Linked DNA regions of Mus musculus: region 2 is linked to region 1. A link is a contact called in public promoter capture Hi-C data. All regions are on one chromosome and are shown on one strand. Each heading gives the region's core, a stretch centred on a gene start, on an enhancer-like site or on the middle of the called end of the contact. The rest is flanking DNA. Distances are from core to core; before and after follow the strand shown.

Region 1 (3,914 bases), core at 376-2,875:
ATCTACTCACTGAGGATTGACAGTATCTTCTACACTTTTGAAAGCTCTTTTAACACTAACTGATATGTTCTCGTGGGAAGGAATGCAAAGCTTTCTACATATAAAAGTTCATCTTCTGCTTTCTTGCTACCATCAGATAAAGCAAAGAAGCTTGAAACCATAGCTCAGATATGTCTCACAGGAATAAACTCAAAACATCAGCCTCAGGACTGTCAAAAGGTGTGAGTAGAGACTAGAAAAGAGTAAGGATAGACGGCAAAGGCAAACTCAGGGAGAGTTAAAGCTCACCTGTTTATACCACTATGCATGGAAAGGCCATCTTATTACTGAAGGTGAAACTATCCCAGCTAGAAAGATAAGTGAACCACTGCAAGTATTGTAGTGACTGTCCTGTGAATGAATTGCCACAGCAAATGACAGAACTCTCTCAATTCCACTTTCCAATAACTCCAAGGCACTAGGGATGTGACAGAGTGATGAATACCACAACAGACAGCTCCAATATGGTACCATTTTACCAGATCAATATCTCACTGCAATATAAGAAAAAAAAGGAGCTGATATTAGTCTACACAGTGTATTACAGATGAGGTACATTTCTTCTCATTGCACTCATGCTGAACCAAGGCAATAATTCACAGATCCCTTAAAAGGTTCGTGCACTGCCATCCCATGCAAAAAAAAAAAAAGGCTAATCTTTATTTCAACATCTGATTCAGATGTCCTAGTTTAAAAGAGAAAGAATGCAAAACGTTAATGTGCTTTTTATTAACTATGATTTTTTGTAGACAAATGAATTGTAATTTTGCTATGTTCAAAGTGCTAAATTATAGAAAAATGCAAAGATTCCTGACTTCCTTCTGGCAACAGCATGAAGGAAATTGTATTCAATATTTTACAGCCAGCAGTCTACCTCTCCTAACAACTGTGAGGAAGCTCAGGAGCCATCCGCATTTTGAGAGTTTGAAATATAATCAATTCTCAATTATCAGCAATGGTTTATCCTCTTTTTGATTGTTTCATGTTTCCTTAAAAAAAAAAAAAAGAAAAAACTAAAGTCACTGTGGTCAGCTATTTCAACAGCTGCCAAGAGCTCTAACCATCTATACAAGAAATATCAGTTTCTATGTGTACCAATCACTCAAAAGGAATATAAAGTAATCTTCATGTCATAGTTAATATATAAATGATTAAATGCCTCATTGTTTCAAAATATCCTAATTGATTCCGGCTACAGGCAATACCATTGTTATAACCCAGAAGCCAACAAGTTTGGATTTGTTTTGCCTGATGATTGTGTGCCTCAATATACCTTTTCATTTTCTGTTCAAGTATTTTTGCAAATTTTCTTTATTTTATTTCTTTCTTTCATATACACCCTTAGCAAAATACTTCCTGAAACAGTTCAAAACTGATCAAACAACACTTTAGAATACAAGAATTCACTTCTAACTCTGACCAGAGCTTCCTTTTCTACTCATATACATTTCCCTTCTAACACTACCCATGATTCCTGATGTGGGGACGACCAAATAATACCCTAAAAGTTTGAGACTGGTGTTCTGGCTCTTGTCCACCTACCAATAATGTACCTAACTTCCCCCTTCTTATGCCATGCAGTGAACTGTCTGCTCAGTGGTATGTGAAATTCTTGAGAGACACGGGAGTTAATTCTTTAGTGGAGGATGTTCACTCCTAATATTTTCCTAGCTGCTGCCAACCTGAGCTATGAATTAGGTCAACATTAGGAGATTTGTTTTACAGATGAGGAAAATGAGGTTTATTGAGGTTAAATGGCTTAGTCCACTGACCCAACAGCTGTCAGAATTTAGCAACCCTTCTCTGGGCCAGTGATTTCCAGCCCAGATTTCGCAATACCCTAGGGTGTCTCACATTTCCTAAAGTATTTCATGAAATTCTCAAACAATTAGAAACAAATATAGGCCAAATCATATCTTGTAGACATGACTGGAAAAACAAGGCACACATTTATAACTCACTGCAACACTGAAATCTGAAGAACGCCATTGTCTGTTAAGTTAATGTATTTCAGGAGGGTGGTAAACAAAACAGTACAAGAAGCTGAGATGCTGAAACTAGCTGTCAGTCATTAACTCTTCTCTTCGTTTGTCTATATTGGTCATTGTGTTTTGGTTTGGCTTAGACAGGCTCTCTCTGTGTAGCCCAGGGCAGCCTAGGGAATTTTGAATGTTCCTGTCTCAGCCTCCTAAAAGCCATGTGAACCATGATGCTTGACACTGATATCATATTTAATATCAGTTATCTTTATATAATAAAGGTCAAAAGCCTGATAAAAAGCTTGTCATAAAATATTGAAACTCCTACACTTCCCTGTAAACACTAATGAGAAAAATGTTTAATTTTTTTCTATAAGCATTGTTTCATTATCTGTAGGGAAACAGTGCACACTAAGATACTTCTTAGAAGCACCACCTGGCTAATTATTTTCAAGATTTACTAGTAACACTCAAGCTTTAGAAGTTTTTTTTAATTTTTTTAAACATCTATCTATCACATCTATCATATAATTTTATAAAAATTATACAATACAAATATATGTAAATTTGTTTGGTTGTTGAATGGTGGATTTATGTGTGTGAGTGTGTGTGTGTGTGTGTGTGTGTGTGTGTATGTGTGTGTGTGTGTGTGTGTGTGTGTGTGTGTGTGTGTGTGTGTGTGTGTGTGTGTATACATGTATGCATGCATACCTTGGCCCCCATATGGAGATCAAATGACATGTAATTGAGGCTGGTTTTCTCTTTCTATCCTATAATTTCCTGGGACTGAACGCATATCATCTGACTTGGGAGAAAGTTCCTTTACCTTTGGAGTCTTGTCTTCTGCTCTATTTGTTTTGTCTTGTGTTTGAAGACATTTTTAATAGGATGTGGGATAACAATACAACTACTATTTGATTTGACTTCAATATTTCGATACATAAATAGACAAAACAGGTAGCTTTGACATGAAAGTTGCTATGAACTTAGATCCTTCAATAGAGAGCAGATGAGAAGAGGTCTGAGAAGGCTGAGCTGTTTTTATAGAAACCGTCTTCATCAAGGTTTAATCACCACATTTGTAGAATTACCAAACCATAATTTTAGTTCTCTCTCTGCAGAAAGACATTCAGCCTTAGTATCTTTAGTAGATACTAAGGTCCTACAATGTGTGAGCTTGTCCAAGGCTCAGTTAGTGGAAGAATATTGTGAGGCTCTCTAAGTAAGGACTGTGTATTTTAAAAAGGGTACCGAGAAGAGTCAGAGAGTAGTTCTGGGACTAATAAGCAATTGTACACTGCTTGGAATGCATAGATTAATAACTTTCTACAACTTATTGTACAACACTAAAGTCTGACTTATATACAGTATCTTTAAGACAAATTGGATCTATTCTGTAGCCAATCTTCCTTGTTTTATAAGTATAACAAGCATTTATTTTAATCATAGCTTTGGAAACAACTATATTCAACCACTTACTATTAAAAGTATCACAACACAAGAAATCAATAAAATATAATATTCACTGCAGACGACCAATTTGCTGGCTGAGACATTATGGGGCAAAGTTATAAAAGTACTAGATACTGAAGCTATGATATAAAATATGTTAAAATATGTAAATTTGAAAAACTACTAAAATGGCTAAACTTAAGATGCTTAACTGAATTTGGACCCCCTTTGCAGAGATTTCATTTTTAATTCTTTATATCTCGTATCTGAGATTGCTTCTTATTTCTCCTTCTTGTCTTCATTTTAGAATTTTTACTTCTCAGAGGACTTAGGTGATGGCTGAGGAGTTGATTTTAAGACAATAAAAAATATAATATTTAACTTTTTAAATTTTATGTTCTTAACCATGGAGTCACCTTTCCAGCCCTTTAAACAGTTTTGAAT
Region 2 (3,849 bases), core at 914-3,413, 980 kb after region 1:
TCCAACTACCCCTTCTCCAGGCCCTCACTCCTCTCCTGTCCCCCAAACAAACCCCCTTTATACCAGATCTGCTGCATGGTGTGATTTCTCAGGGGGACACTTTGGCATGGGCTCACCAGGTATCCTGCCGCCATTAGATTTCATAACCATTACGTATAACGCCTTTCTCTTTTCTCCTTTTGTACTTTGTGACATTTGGATGCAGATGGGAAGCTCTTCCTGGTCACAAGCTCCTTGACACCTCTCAATCCGACCCAAGTTCTCAGGACAAAGGTTAATAGAAGCATCTTAGCTCCCCACACAGCGGGTGCTTCTCCATCCTGGGATGGCAGATGGTGCATTTCTGCAGAGCAATGCGCTTCCTCAAAAGCCTCAAAACCCCACCGTGGTTCCCTCCTGCTCCTGTCGTATAGGGAAAACCTCTCTTCCATCGATAGAGACTTCCTTGTCTTGTTTGTGAGTGTACGGCTGGGAAAAATCATATTCCTCCCACAACATGTGCAAAGTTACATACCTGCTTGCCCTCGAAATTGAAAAGAACACTTTACAGGTGAGTCCCACTAACCTAGCAACCACTGACAGGAAAAGCTTAAAGTCACTGTTAGTAACCTGAAATGAGCAAAATGATAAGGAGAAAAAAATTTGAGCTTCAAGAAAAACTGCTATCAAAGGAAGATCCAAACTGAAAATTTCATGCTGGTTCTTTTACAATGACTTAAATGGGCTAAAACCTCACACATACTCTTACTTCGTTAAAAAAGCAAACAAACTTCTTAAATGTTTTTATACTGTGTACTTTTTACTTTACAACACGTTCTCTCACAAAAGGTTGGGATGCAAAGCCTTAGCCCTCACAGCAGGCCCACCAACTTAACCAGTTCTCTTCAGACACTACTCACAACACACACTGGTGCACCCAGCACCCCATGGACGCTCCAGAGGCAAAAAGAGAAGCTCAGGAACTTGAGGTCACTCTAGGCTACACAGGCAAGAGTCTTATCTCAGAACAACACAACCTAAAAACCACAACGGTACCCTTGTGTACATACATTTATTTTTACAAAACAATAAGCCGTGGAACATCTAAGATGAAAGAAAAAAGAAAAAAAAAAAAGACAGGCTGGAGACAGAAAAAGAACAATGTGGCAAACAATTAGGTGGGGAAAACCACTGCAAAGCGTAAGGTTATCTTTTGAGAAAGATGTTGAGGGGGTAACCTCTGGAAACCATCAAAGCCACTGCCAAAACAGACATGTAGAACCACACGTAGATGGAAACGTGTAAAATTAAGACAAAGAAAGATGCTTGCTAACGCAAAAGAAAAAGCAAATAAAACCGATCACTTGACACACACTTTACCTGGCTGTCTTATTTTAAATACCCGGAGCTACAACTTTATTTTATTGTTTACGAATAATAGTTACTTTCTAAGTGTTGGGTCCGAGAGGGACAAAGCTGCAGAACCATAGCAGAGAGAAGGGAACTCTGAGACTTATTTCTGTACCTCTGGGTGCGCTCTACCTATCAGGCAGCGGGCGCGGACACACCCACAACCGCGGTCACCCGTGTCGCCCGATCTAAGGAGTGGGAGATGGTGACGGGGAGTGGTGCTCAATCACTGGAAACAAATAACCCGTTACTGAAACGCCTGGGCCCCGGAACTGAGCTCACCGCGTGGACAAAAAGGTCCACGACCCCTTTCGCCCCGGGTCCCCAGGCCACGAGCACGCGCCAGACACGAGCAGGCGCCAGACACTTGGCGGGTCGCGTGGCCCCAGGATGGGCTCGCAGGCAGCGGTCGCGAGGCCTGGAACGCCCCGCGCGCGCCAAACTCCGCCGCAGCGGAAGACCGGAGCTCTGGGGCCGCCAGCTTCGAGGTCGCGGCGGGTCCCCTTCCCCGTCCCCTCGCAGGATACCGCCGAGGCCGACGCGGGGACCGTGGGGCCCTCTACGACGCCTCCATCCGGGGGCTCGGCGCCGGGAAGCGCAGGCCCGGTCAGACGAGAACGACGCGCACTCACCGTCCATGGTCTCCCTCACCGCGTTCAGGTTGGCCGAGGCCGCCGCGCCCGGGCCGCTACCGCTCGCCATGGAGAGGAGAGGCCCCCGCCCCGGTGGGAGAAGGCCTGACCCGGAACTGGAGCGCCCGCCGCCGCTCGGCCCCGCCCACACACCGCGCGGCGGCGCTCGCACCGCCCAGGCCACGCCCCCGCCGCCCGGGCCACGCCCCCTCGCGCCGAGCGCCGAGCGCCGACGCCGGACCGCGTTGATTTGAATTTGGAGCCTCGTTCCCTTGCGCGGAACGTAGAGCGAGGAGTTAGCGTTCGAATTCACCCGGCCGCCTCGACGCCATTGGCTGGTTCGCGGACGGCGGTGGGACGCGATTGGCCGGTGACCTCTCCCCGCCCCGCGCCCTGGTTGGCCGGAGAGCACGGAGGGAGTTAAAGAGTCGGCGCCTGGCGTGGGCATCTGCAGGGTGATGCTAGAACTTCCACGTTGCCCACGAGTGTAGGTACGTTCTCCGTGGCCCCAGGCCTGGACTCCTGCTTCGAGGTGGACCGCTCTGGTTTCCTGGCCCCAGACGTACCTGTGAGCTCGCCTAGGTGTGAAGGGGAGCAGAGAGAGAGGGCGCCTGGACACTGAATGGTCGCTGGAAGTGACGTCTCTGCTGTTTCCGAGGGAGCCCGCTCAACTTTGATCTTACAAAAGTAAATTCTTTTCTTTTCTTCTTCTTCACCCCCGCCCCCATCTCCCTTCTGGCTGTAACCCTCTTTGGAAGGAATGCAGCGTGCCTTTGGATCCCGGAGGGGGAGTGCTCTTTAGGAAAAGTAGTTTAAATCCCCACCTGGGTCCAGCCTGTCACTCACCCTGTTCAAGTGAGGACTAACGTGCCAGTAGTAAAAATTGCAGTTCTGTGTGGAATTACTTGGGTATCCGGACGGTGTTCGTACGGTTTTGTCTTGAGATGATGAATAAGGAAAACGATAAATAGAAGTCGTTTGGTTGGAAAGGCACTTATTTTTGGTGTAATCAGATTGGACCAGAGCCCACTCATAACCGGTTGGCTGCTTCATATATGCCGCATAACTTCCGTGCATGCGTTGCTTCCTCTGAAAAAGTGATAGGAGCATTGCCGTACCTTCCCCAGCTCCCAAGGCTCGGCTCCGGATCATCTGAGAAAACGTGCAGGGCTGATTCTCCTTTGTAAACCATAGAAACTTAACCCCAAGAGGATTCGATTTGGAGTGAGATGTTGAATGTATTTTGTCGGGATTAATATCTATGATATTCAGTAATTTTAATATGTGTACTTTTGATTTCTTTCTAGTTTGCTTCCTGGGCTATGGGAGATGTCAGCGAATTAAAAATGCAAATAACACCAGAAACTCCAGGAAGGATCCCTGTTTTAAATCCCTTTGAAAGTCCCAGTGATTATTCTAATCTCCATGAACAAACCCTTGCTAGTCCTTCTATCTTTAAGTCCACAAAACTACCAGTAAGTTTCTCTTGCCTAGTGTTTACAAGTGATTTTAAGTGAAAGTAACTACAAATAATTTTAAGTGTAAATACAAGAAGAAGATGGCACCTAATCTTGTAATGGTTCTTTGAGCAGACATGATCTGAGCGCTCTTATGCAGGAGGTCGACATCCAGGAACTGCCCACACCAGCACAGAAACAGCACACAGGCTTTACAAGTTAGCTGGTCACAGCTGAGCTACTCATATATACCTCAGACCAAAGACAGCAGCCAAGACCAATATGGAGACAAACATGCCACGCTCTAGTAACGAATTATGGACACAGAAATGTGAATTTCTTATTATTTTTCTGTCATAAAATAGTGATAC

What was found. Promoter capture Hi-C pulls out the DNA fragments that hold promoters and counts their contacts.
Region 2: a contact with region 1 is called in a promoter capture Hi-C map of neutrophils, with 4 times the contacts expected there. The contact joins the promoter of Mzt1 here to the enhancer-like site in region 1. A contact is called at or near these places in 7 of 39 promoter capture datasets (the HPC-7 cell line, cranial neural crest, frontonasal cranial neural crest and 4 more) and 5 of 115 datasets of contacts at active chromatin or transcription factors (astrocytes, embryonic hindbrain, embryonic midbrain and 2 more).

What each region holds. Positions count from the first base shown.
Region 1 is chr14:98,065,871-98,069,784 of GRCm38.p6, forward strand. The region is part of intron 1 of Dach1 (dachshund family transcription factor 1); the gene reads right to left. Among named protein-coding and RNA genes, the nearest start is that of Gm25831, 100 kb to the left of the region's middle. Within about 2 kb of position 1,626, at least 17 of the 459 cell types and tissues checked have an H3K27ac peak or open chromatin away from gene starts, as enhancers often do. A contact at or near this core is called in hematopoietic stem and progenitor cells and neutrophils, where this site is marked.
Region 2 is chr14:99,043,973-99,047,821 of GRCm38.p6, forward strand. Mzt1 (mitotic spindle organizing protein 1) reads right to left here and starts at 2,164. Exons shown (of 3, transcript NM_175245.4): 1 at 2,022-2,164. The coding sequence starts at 2,091. Bora (bora, aurora kinase A activator) reads left to right here and starts at 2,405. Exons shown (of 12, transcript NM_175265.5): 1 at 2,405-2,708; 2 at 3,329-3,496. The coding sequence starts at 3,344.